Regions from separate parts of the Mus musculus genome. Here regions 1 and 3 are each linked to region 2. The links are chromatin contacts, called in public promoter capture Hi-C maps. All regions are on one chromosome and are shown on one strand. The core of a region is the stretch at or near the end of the contact, and the rest is flanking DNA. Distances in the headings are between cores, read along the strand shown.

The links. Promoter capture Hi-C pulls out the DNA fragments that hold promoters and counts their contacts.
Region 1: a promoter capture Hi-C map of pre-B cells shows a contact between it and region 2. The contact joins the promoter of A430105J06Rik here to the promoter of Nsl1 in region 2. A contact is called at or near these places in 2 of 39 promoter capture datasets (liver and pre-B cells) and 1 of 484 Hi-C or Micro-C datasets (CD4 T cells).
Region 3: a contact with region 2 is called in a promoter capture Hi-C map of pre-B cells, with 2.6 times the contacts expected there. The contact joins the promoter of Cr1l here to the promoter of Nsl1 in region 2. A contact is called at or near these places in 1 of 39 promoter capture datasets (pre-B cells) and 1 of 484 Hi-C or Micro-C datasets (B cells).

Annotation. Positions count from the first base shown.
Region 1 is chr1:186,746,706-186,750,673 of GRCm38.p6, reverse strand. It overlaps A430105J06Rik (a long non-coding RNA gene), which reads right to left and starts at 1,851. Exons shown (of 2, transcript XR_003948551.1): 1 at 850-1,851. Rrp15 (ribosomal RNA processing 15 homolog (S. cerevisiae)) reads left to right here and starts at 1,316. Exons shown (of 5, transcript NM_026041.2): 1 at 1,316-1,510. The coding sequence starts at 1,366.
Region 2 is chr1:191,061,115-191,064,966 of GRCm38.p6, reverse strand. It overlaps Nsl1 (NSL1, MIS12 kinetochore complex component), which reads right to left and starts at 1,946. Exons shown (of 6, transcript NM_198654.3): 1 at 1,695-1,946. The coding sequence starts at 1,928. Tatdn3 (TatD DNase domain containing 3) reads left to right here and starts at 2,057. Exons shown (of 10, transcript NM_001357166.1): 1 at 2,057-2,166; 2 at 3,710-3,742. The coding sequence starts at 2,110.
Region 3 is chr1:195,130,302-195,134,135 of GRCm38.p6, reverse strand. Cr1l (complement component (3b/4b) receptor 1-like) reads left to right here and starts at 2,566. Exons shown (of 10, transcript NM_013499.2): 1 at 2,566-2,948. The coding sequence starts at 2,831. Gm32313 (a long non-coding RNA gene) reads right to left here and starts at 2,692. Exons shown (of 3, transcript XR_865921.3): 1 at 1,178-2,692.

The DNA of each region.
Region 1 (3,968 bases), core at 602-3,101, 4.3 Mb after region 2:
GCACTGTACTGCTATAGAGGTGAGAAGACCCAGGAAGTAGCAATACCTGGGAAACTCATTTATGTGGACTGGAATTGTTCTTTTCAGAGACTTACGCTGGCATCTGATCGTCTCTTAAACCATACTTACAAAGCTGTATTTCCTGTGCCATTAAAAAAAATGTTTTCTTGTTTTTAGGATGTATATATATATATATATATATATATATATATATATACATACATACATAGACACCAATTGAAATCAATCAACATGAGGATTCACATTTTCTGTTGCTTTTCTTTCTTTTCTTATATTTTTATTTTTTTCGAGACAGGATTTCTCTGTGTAGCCCTGGCTGTCCTGGAACTCACTCTGTAGACCAGGCTGGCCTTCAACTCAGAAATCTGCCTGCCTCTGCCTCCCCAGTGCTGGGATTAAAGGTGTGCACCACCACGCCCAGCTTTTCTTTTTCTTTTAAGACAAATCTGGAGTACTAAAAACCAATATATAAAGAATGAAAACCTACTGGTTCGCTATAGACGGCTGCTGGGACGTATTTCAGGAGACCAGATCCTTTAATAACACTGGTGGGCTTTGGGGTGGGGGCTGGAATATGGTGGGGAATCCAAGAGCAAGTCACAAAACCAAGGGGATTCCTTACATTTGTAGTCCTTCGAAGGAAGGGTGGAGTCTGAGTTTAGCAGATTAGTGAAGGAACTAGGTAGGATTTAAAGGTTTAATTTAGGAGGGTAATCCTATTGTCGCCCTCACCCCCAAACCCCACCTTGGGACTAACTGCAAGGCTGCTTTAGTTTAGGGCAGGTGCTAGGGAGGATTTAGGACATGGCTCATTCCACCGCCCCTTACCCGGGCAGCCTCTCAGATCTATCAAAATCCAGAAACGTCCATTCAAAAACACCGTGCTTGGTCCTTAGGGGAAAAACAACAACAACAACAACAACAACAACAACAGAACAATAGCCAACAACAACAACAACAACAACAACAACAGAACAAAAGCCAAACCAGCACAAGAACATGTTAAGAGTTGAGCTTGCTTTCTGATTCCGTAGCTGTTCCCTTGTTATCCATTCCTTCTCGGAGAGTCTCGATTCAGTGGGTTCGGAATGCGGTTTCTAACTCGGAACCCAGCTTCTGGGGGAGGGAAAGGAGAGCAGTCAGCAGCAGCCGCCCAGAAGGGGCCGGGGTGAGGCCAGGAACCGACTCTGCCGGAGAAAACCGGTAGGTCGTGTCCTCTCTCCGTCCCTACCCGAGGCTCCCACAGCGGAACTTCAGGCGGGACAACTGTTCCGGAACTAGAGGAGGAAGTTCCGTGTGTTGCAACACGACGGAATTATCAGGTGGCACTTCCGGCGAGCCAAGATGGCTGCGGCCGTTCAGGACTCACGTGTGAGCCCAGGGGAGATACTGAAGCGTTCTCCGAAGAAGAAGAAAAAGATGAAGATGGTAGCCAAGGCTGCAGCGTCGAAGCTAGAAGATGAGGTCAAAGACTCTTCTGATGGAGAAGGTAATGTGGCCTGGCGGAGCTTCGGCGGCTGAGCTTCCTTCCCATGGCTAGGGTTGCGTTTCCTTGCCGTTGAGTGTGTGGGGCGAGTGAGGTTGGGCGAGGAGCCCTGCTGTTCCGAGGCTCCTCGCTGTCACGGTTAATTTTGTGTTTCCACTCAGTCAGCTGTTACTGAGATGGGCGAAACTGCCGGTGCCAATCAGAAACTTAACAGTAAAGGAAGAGATAATGACAGGCAGTACACAAATTAAGAGCAGAGCAAAAGATGGGCAGGCGATAACCCCAGGCCTTTTGCAGGTCCTGTACCCGCTTAGAAGTGGAGTAAAAACACGGTTAGTTGTCGCAGATCAAAACATAGGCTAAGTGTTTGGGCACAGAAGAACCAAAGCTGGTATTGAGAACCTTGCAAAATGTTCGCATCTTTGGGAGGATTTGACTCTTTTTACTTACAGCCAGTCAGTTTGTTAGCAGATCATAGAAACGGCTGTAAGAGCAATGTTGCGAGCTTCTATTTGGAACCCCTAGCAAAGTGAAAGGAAGGGTCGCGATTGAAATAATGGGTGGGATAGGCTCAGGGAGCCAGCAGCAAGAGGCCACAAGAGAGAAGAAATACTGTTACTGTGCAGGGGGGATTGTGAGCCTTTGGGAGTTAGAAAAGAGAGAGTTAAAGAAATGGTAAAGGAGAGATACTGAAGTAACGTTTGATACAGTTTCAGAATGAAAGGTAGGTGAGTCTCCGGAGGTCTCCCCATTGTGTGGCTGGGGTTGGCTGCTACTTTTAAACATACTTCTTGGCAGGAGCTTCTTAGGAAGCTCAGGCATTTGGCTCCCACACTCCTTTACTGCTTCGGTGTGGCTAATGCTTTCAGTTAACCGCGAATGTGGCTTCAGTTACTACGGGAAGCCACTAGTTCATGAGTAACATTCAGAATTTTTAACTTGCTTTTAACTTGCATGATAGGTCTGGTCACTTGCTGCTCTGCTGTTTTCTGTTCATGTTGGCTGCTCATTCTGGAGGTCTCTGCCTTTTGCCTGCAGTATTCCTGAAACACCTGTATGTCACCTACATTTTCATTGACTTCAGTCTCTGGTCCAGTACTTGTCAAAGAGATTTTCCCTTATTTTTCTAATGCAGCCTTTTCTGTCACTCTCACTTGAGGCTTGATGCTTTGCTTTCTTTAGACGCTTTTATTATTATTATTACTTTATTTATTTTTAAGTTGTATGTATGTGCGCTGGGCGTGAGAGGAGATTGAATGGCTGCTGAGGAAGAAACTGTTCCTGTGGAAGAGCAATGCATGCACATGTTCTCCAGCCCCACTCTGCTCACTTTAAAAGCACCACGTTTTAAATCTTGTGAAGCGTTTGTGCTGTTTGAAAGTTCCCTAAGTGTGCAGACACTTGAACCTCAGTTCCTAGATCAACAACTGTCACTCAGGGGTCCATAAGTTAACGAATGAGTGCACTTGGACTTCAAGACCAAGAAGCAGCTGACTAAGCTTTTGAGGTCCTCAGCCCTCACCAGAGGGGTTAAAAAAACAACCTGTTGGGCAGGAATTAGAAGCTCTGGTCCTGGTGGTGTTTTTACTGCATTGGTTTATTTGCTGTGTACCCACATGTGGAGGTCTGAGGACTTATAGGAGTTTGGCAGCAGGTGCCATTACCTGCTCAGCCATTTTATCTCCTATGGTACAGTTTTGAATTGAATAATTGTAAGCATTACTGTCTAAGAAAAAAAAAACACTATTACATTTAAGTAAGACATCAACACTGCTTTCGGATTTGGGTGGAAATTGGATTTCTTTTCTCAATATTAGATAATTGCGAGGGAAAATGTTCTTTTCAGCACAAATACTGACTAGGTGTCTAAAGTTTTCTTCAGCTTTAGATCATATGTTAAGGAGGCTTTTGAATAATATAGAAACATATAATGAATATAATGAAAACATATAATATAGAAACATCCAATGAATGTTTGCACTCTATTATGTTACAGTAACCCTCTAGGCAGTGACTTAGAGTTACAGTTACAAGAGGATGTGAACACAAGAAATGGTCAGGATGGAGTGTGTCTGGGTGAGGGCATGTGCGGGAAGTATTTATATTGTTCAAAACTAATGATACCACCCACATATGTGACCTTGCAAATAGAGAATCCACAGTTATGAGGTCAAATGTATCCTCTTGTGAACCACTAACAGCCTGTCTGCAGCTTCTGTGATGATCACCACCTACTTTTCAGGATCAGGTCTTGTTGGTCCCTAAGTGACTAGGGCTCAGCTTGGAGCTGTTCTTTTGGCTGCAGAAACGGGCTCTTCTAGCTACATTTACTAAGCCAACTCTTTTGTTGCTGTTTTTTTTTAAAGCTTTTCTTCTTAATCTAGAACCACATTCAATGGAGTTGTTGTGTCTCTAATATTAGAGTCTTTAAAAGTTGTAAATTGCATTGTTTATTTATTGG
Region 2 (3,852 bases), core at 697-3,196:
AACAACAGAGAGTGGCAGCCTCTAGAGAAGTGCAGGGCTATGCAACAGTAAGTTGTCCCCAGGAAGGGTTCAGGATGGATGGGGAAGTCAAGGAGGACTTAAAATACGAGATTGTTTGAAACTGTTGTCAATGGGCACGCCTTCTGTACCACTTCTATAATTAAGAAGTAAGCATAAATAATGACTGATAATTATGAGCTAGAGTATGTATTCTATACTAGTATCTTATAAAAAGGGCTGTGATATAGCTCAGTGGACAACACTTTGCTAGCAAGAGCAAGGAAGGCTCTGCTTTCAATTCTTAGCACTAAAGGGAAAAAAAAACCTATTTTATAGGATAAGATTCTTACTATATTAAACTCTTGAGGACATTTAGAAAACAAATTGTCTTTGAAATACTCATTGCTGTTTCATCTATCATTTAAGAATGTCACTGTGTTTCTCAGTCTTTCCTAGATGTTTATCAACAAACCTTCTCTACTTCTGATTCTCTTTAAGATCTCATTCAACAAGCTATTAGAGGTGAAGTCACATTTGTCTATTCCTACATGTAAATGTTCTCATTATCTTAGCATTTTTCTATAATCAGATAAACCCTCTTAGTTACAGTCATCTCCCAAGATAACTATTAAAAACATTAAGTGCCGTTTCTCTCCTTGCCTTACTTCTAAGGAGAGAATAACACAGGAGCTACTATTCCCAAAACTGGGGTATAAAACTACAATCCAAGGAAGGTTTCTTCATTATTCTTTCCCTTAACCACTGTTGTTTTAGTTTTTGATGCTGACAACCTCTATATTTACTCTGCACTCTTGTCATTGGTCATGAATGTGCTGTTACAAGCTTGAAACTTTCCCCTACATATAGGCTGTTTATCTGCTTGAGTTAGCAGTCCTTCGATCTCTAGTGTCTTTTCCCAGAAACCATCATATTCAGGGGTACACAAAATATAGGAGAAATAAGTGTGTTCTAAGGGTTTATGGGTGCCGGGGGAGCAACAGGATGCACAGGTTCTACGTAGCCCTGGCTTGTCTGGAACTCACGGCGTGGACCAGACTAGTCTCGAACTCACAGAGATTTGCATGCCCCTGCCTTCCGAGTACTTGGCATACACTGTCATGACCAGCTCAACTAGAACTTGGTAAAATTTAACACCAAGACAGCTTCTTCATCTATTTTCAACTTAAAAAGAAAATGTTTTCTCCCCGAATCCACACGATGTTATAAAAACAAACAAAAACAATAACAATGACCAAAAACCTAGCCAGATGACTGACTTCAAGGATTATCATTTCCTGGAGAATTCCTCATACCAACCAGCAAAGTTGCGCTGGCCCACAGGAGAGCGACTTTGTCTTTACTGCGCACTTAACTACCAAAAGAAATGTTTTGTAAAACACAAGATTTGAAAGCTTGCTATGAAAGCAAAATGTGATGCCTTGTTTATACGTATAGCGCTGTACATGTTCAAGAATATGGGTACACTTAATACCGCCTGCTTCTTAAGATTACATACGTGTTCGCCCTGTATGTTCCTGACAGGAAGCAGCACCCAGGCGGCACTAGCATCTAGTTGCCTTCCCTGGCATTTCCCAAGCCAGTCTTGGGCATCGTTCCATCTGCGAAGGCCTGACATGGGCCCCGAGCCAGAGCCAGGATGCGCTGGGTGAGGACCGGGAAAGAGGGGTCCGTACCCACTGTGCGTCCCGCAGCGCGAGCTCGCGGACGTCCTCCGGCAGCACGGCCCCGAGCTCCTGCACGAAGCGACCGCACATCTCCATCACTTCCATCACCGCCCTCTTCAAGGTGCAGCGCACTCGGAAGTCCTCTAGGGGAGAGTCTGCTGCCGTGGCCTGAGGGTCTGAGGCGGCCTGGGCATCGTGGTCCTGCGGGGCGGAGACGAGCACTGTTTCAGAGACAGCCGCCATCTTCCCGGTTTAAACTAAGGCGGGAATCGCTGAGACCGGAAGGATGCTTCCCTCCCTGGAACGCTCCTGCACGCGTCCGACTGGAAACCCGATCCGCCGCCGCCGCAAGGTTCCGCCTCGGGTTCCGCGGCCCCAGAGTTCCGCCGCCTGGCTTGCAGTCGAGAAGCCTGCAGGAGTAGCTATGGGTTTGGGGTTAGTGGACTGTCACTGCCATCTCTCCGCCTCGGACTTTGACAACGTATGTGAGGGGGACTTGGGGCTTGCGGGAGTCGGGAGGGCCGTGTCTCCTTTCCCGCAAGTTTTTCTCCCCCAAATCCTCAGACCGTACCTAGTCTATGGCGACCCTTTCGAACCAGCGTCCTGGAACTGACATTCCTCATCTTACACGGCGGTTAACTATTTCTATGAAGCTTTAGTTTGTCGTCTCAACACCCCTTTCTCCTACCACTCTTGAGGTGTGCTGATCCATCCAAGCCCTTAGCAGAGGTTCTAGTTCTGGCCCGGCAGAGGGACAAACAAAAATAATAACACTTGATGGAGTGAATGTGTAGGGATGGAAATAGGTTTTACCGGCTACATTGGGGAAAGTGAAGAGGAAGGAGAAGTAGGTGCCTTTTTCTTAGGAGGTGACGCTTAGGGTGTGAGTGTATGGTAGTGATGAACACCGGCAGGTTGTAGACCTCCCATACATTATAGAATTTGATCTGTTTTAGTTAACCAGCAGCTGGAAACACTTAATAAAGGAGAAATTTCCAGGAGCTGGGAAGGGTAGGTCAAGGTCAGTAAGACATTTGGATTGCATTAGATGCACAGTCTTAACCCTTAAAAGTTTAAAAACAAACCCATTTTAAATATATATAGAGAGCGAATATTCTGAAGACAAATTTGCTGCTGAGTGGCAAAAAGGTGGAGGAGAGAAAGTGAGAGCATTTAGGAAACGTCTCAGTTTACAGACAAGAGCTGGTAGAAGCCAGTACAGTGAGAATATCATGAGAATACCATGTACTCAACAAATTTTAGGAATAACACCAACAGTACATGCATGCCTTGGATAAGAACAGCAAGGGGAGGAAGAAATCGAGCATGACTTAGATTTCAGTTTGTGCTTCCTGTAAGGAAGATGGTGATGGCCTTTGCTGAGACGAGAAAAGGTTTGGGATCAGAGTGGGCAGGTGGGCAGCTGGAAATCCTAGTGGGGGGATATTGGTTAAGTCTGATCTCATCCAAGTGGAAAGATTAGAATACATAATCATTTCAAATGTGAGTCGTGGGTCTTGGAGAGAGTAAAAACTCTGTAAGTTGGAGATTCAGCATGGTATCAAAAACCACGAGAAGGGGAGGATATAGCTTAGTGATAGAGATCTTACATAGTGTGGTCGAGGATGTTAAACAAACAAAGGAAAAAGGCAGAATCCCTTAAGGCAAGTGGAAAGAGAACAGAAGAGCTTGAAGTCACAAAAAGGACAGAGAATCAGTCAAGGAGACTGAAGAGTTACCTACCACTAGGCTGTGAAAGCAAATCATGAGGGAAATGTCCAGAAGCCTCTGAGGGACAGAGTGAGAGAGGACAGGAAAGCTCTGTGTGTTTGGCAACAGAGATCTCTGTTTTGATATAGTGTGCATCATGGACTGTGAGAGTAAGGAGGAGGGTGACTTCATTTTCTGCCACTCTGTTCCTTGCTAACAATGTTGTCCTTAATGGTGCCTCTGCTGCCTGTATATGGACCAAGAGCAGTTAATTACTCGTGTAAAACAAACGTGGTTGCTTCTGTTTGTTGTAGGATCTGGATGATGTGTTGGAGAAAGCCAGGAAGGTAAGCTAGAATCCATATCCCCCCCCCTTTTGTGCCCTTCCTGTTTCATTCAACATACTGTTTTTAGGGACCAAGTAGGCAGACTCTGCTGTTTCCGTGGTCAGCAGTAT
Region 3 (3,834 bases), core at 1,317-3,816, 4.1 Mb before region 2:
CCCCTAATGTGCTTTAAAACAGGCCTGGGAGCTCACTTTGGGATCGCTCTATCTTTGTAGATGGTAGACCCCAGCATGCTGAACTTCTGCAAAATAAAACACTCTTTGCGTTTACATATTATTTGAGACTGCAGTATCATTCTTCAGAGAATCAGGGACCCTGTCTTAGTCAGGGTTTCTATTCCTGCACAAACATCATGACCAATAAGTAAGTTCAGGATGAAAGGGTTTATTCAGCTTACACTTTCCACATTGCTGTTAATCACTAAAGGTTGTCAGGACTGGAACTCAAGCAGGTCAGGAAGCAGGAGCTGATGCAGAGGCCATGGAGGGATGTTACTTACTGGCTTGCTTCCCCTGGCTTGCTCAGCCTGCTCTCTTATAGAACCCAAGACTATGAGTCCAGAGATGGTCCCACCCTCAAGGGGCCTTCCCCCTTGATCACTAATTGAGAAAATGCCTCACAGCTGGATCTCATGGAGGCACTTCCCCAACTGAAGCTCCTTTCTCTGTGATAACTCCAGCCTGTGTCAAGTTGACACACAAAACCAGTCAGTACAGTCCCTTACAGTAAGACCAGTTGTCACTAATTCTTCGTTTTTCACTAGCCACACTCAGCGTTAGAGCAATGGAGGCAAAATAATAGAGAATTGAAATTTTTGTTGTTCTGTCCAATAAGTACTGTAAGTGAAGGTGTATATAAAATGGTGACTGTAAGGATGGAGCACAAACTTAATCTAGCAAGAGACCAGTTGTGGCAGGTCTATGGGTTTGCAGACACTGTGAAATGGAGATTTTGAGAATCAGGACACTGGGAGTGAACCAGAAGGGTAGGACTTGTGGTTAAGAGGGATAGTTAAGCTCATGGAGAGGACACAGTTATAATGACAGTTCTAGGATATTCTCATGAGCCTTGGTGGCATAGTAGAGTGGAGGACAAGATCATAGGCAAAGATAATTTAAGGAACGGTGAAGCCAAGCATGTGGAAAAAAGTTTCTGTAATCTTTGAAGCCAATGAGGAGTGAGAGAAGAGGAGCATTGTTGGAAGTAAATATCAGCCAGGAGCTAAACCCATCAAGGACTCAGGGAAGAAAGTGGATGCTAAAATGTAACCTCCAAACAATGTGGGGATAGCAGTGTATTCTGATAGCATATGGTGCAAGAAAGTATACTTACCTGCAATATAACTTCTTCCATACTTTTTCGAGAATAACTTAAATTCTAAATCCAAAGTGCTAGCAGGACTGGTTCCATATGAAAGCTTCGGGGAAGAATCTGCTTATTTGTTCCACATTTTAGAGGCTGCTATCATTTGCTCTCTGGAGGCAGCAACTTTGATCTCTGCCCTCATTGTTCTTCCTCTCTGATTTAGGACTATGTTCCTGTAAGGTTCCTTAGGGTTATTAAGCCCACTTTGGCAGACAGGATTACCTCCCCACTTAAATGTTCTTGATTTAATTTAATTAGCCATTTCTTTTCCTGCCGTATAAAGTACCTATCACAGGTTCTGAAAACAGAATGTGGACATGTTTGTTCGCATGTCCTATTTCTCTCTTGGAATATTTGAGTTCTTAATTCTATTCCCCAAACTTGGCTCTTTATATTTGTTATTTCTAGAAGCACTACCACCAATCTCTGAGTAGGGCTCTCTCTCTCTCTCTCTCTCTCTCTCTCTCTCATTAGTATTAAGAAAGGAATTAAAATTCAGTGCAAATCCTGTTTATTCCATTTCTGAAAACTTATTAATTGTTCATCTGCCATCAAATCTCACTTGGATGATGGCAAGGCCTGGCTTCGCTCCCTGATTCATTACTGCACTATCCTGGTCTAGGCTGAATAGCACTGACATGGTTGTGAACAAAAACTTCCGGAAAGAAACTGCGTCTGACTGTGAAAGGAAATTCCTGAAAGTTAACTGTTTCTGCAAAGACTATTGGCTGATTAGAATTTCAGTACTCTGGAGAGATTGCAATTTTGCTGGTCCAGAGACCAATAATTACCTTATCTTGGGCTAAGTCAGAACTAACATCATGATACAATAGATACAAAACAAACAAACAAACAAACAAACAAAACCACAAACAACCTTTTAGAATCTACTGACTTATCAGGCAACTAGCTTCTACCAATACAAAAGCCGAGTGCCATTAGAGTCATCCTGAGCCTATAGAAAAGCTTCCACTACCTGCTTCTTGTATGTACCCAACAATATATTTTAAACTTGCCTTAATTTGTGACTTTCTCTGCTCTGTAAAACCACAAAAACTTTATGAAACTGCTTCCATGAAATTTGGGGTGACCATATCATTGTTCCAGGGTCATGATCACTCAAAATGGCTTCAGAATAAACTCCTAATCCTTTTAAGATGAGAGCTATGGTTTTTACCTTTCATTTTTTGTTTCCAGCGGCACGTTACATCCGAATTCATCATAAGGAAATAGGTTCTTACTGTATACTAGACAGGGTATGCAACTGTCAGCTCACTGTTGCAGATTAGGGTTAGGCTCCACCCTTGCAGATTTTTAAAAGGAGTAAGGCCGGGCTATATGCAAACCGAGTTCCCATAATGCCTTGTTTTCTTTGGAGTCGAAGGTTCCTGCAAGTGGAAAACTTCCTGGAGCTGACCTACTAGGTATTGAACCAGTTTCTGCATTGCTGAATCAATCTCCCAAGGGTAATTCCACAGAAATCCCAGGGGCTTGGAGTAAACAAGACCGCGCCTAGCCCAGCTAGAGGAAGTTTTATTCCGGAACCCAGCGCCATTTCTGGGTGGGACTGCTTTCTACACCATTTGCCGTAAAACGTTGTTTGAGAACGGTGTGAGGGGAATGGAGGTCTCTTCTCGGAGTTCAGAGCCTCTGGATCCGGTGTGGCTCCTTGTAGCCTTCGGCCGGGGAGGAGTCAAGCTAGAAGTTTTGCTGCTGTTCTTGCTGCCATTTACTTTGGGTGAGCTGCGGGGAGGCCTGGGGAAGCACGGACACACGGTTCACCGGGAACCCGCGGTAAATAGGCTCTGCGCAGACTCCAACGCTGGTCTGGGCTGCCTGTGAGTGCTCAGCGCCCCTTTCCCATGGGTGAGCGTGGGGCGCCCTCTACCCAGATCTTGGGTCGTACGCAGCCGGCAGGAACGCGTGGTCTCCCAGCTGCTTGTCTTTATTAGCTGTACGCTGTGCTTTTCTGTGCTGAATGTAGTGAGAGAAACGGTGTGGGGAGCAGGGGGTTGCAGGAATATTGAGAGATGCAATTTCTAATCCTAGAATTTGGTTATGAGGAAAGTTAATATTTTTGTGTTTCCTTATCTGTGAAATGGAGATATTGATGTCTTTCGTGGTATTGGTATTTAATAGGTGCCATCAAATATCTAACCCAATTTCAGCTCCTTAATTTATTTCTATCTTGAGACATTCCCTATGCACTTTCTCCGAAGGCCTAGACAAACAGGCCCAGGGATACAGTTTTCACACAGTGAGACTGTGTACTTTATCTCCCACCCCAAATCCTCATTAACTCCCTTGAGCTTCCACTTTAAGGAAGGTCCTTCCACTCCCACTCCAAGGTAAGATTTGAAAAGCTAGCAAGCCTCAAGGTGCAATGAAATATTTGCAAGTAGAAAAGACTGTAGAATTTACATATTAAATTTTACTGATGGTTAAGAACAAAATAGAGTGCCCATTTTACCCACCATGAAAGTTCTAATTTCCCTTTCCTTTCTCCTTAATCAGAACTTTCTAAGAGAAAGACTTCCTTGAAGTCTTTTGCATTGTTTGTTTTTTATTGTATTTCCAAAGTTAAATGAAAATGATTTTTTTCCAACATATAGTTATTGGTTACA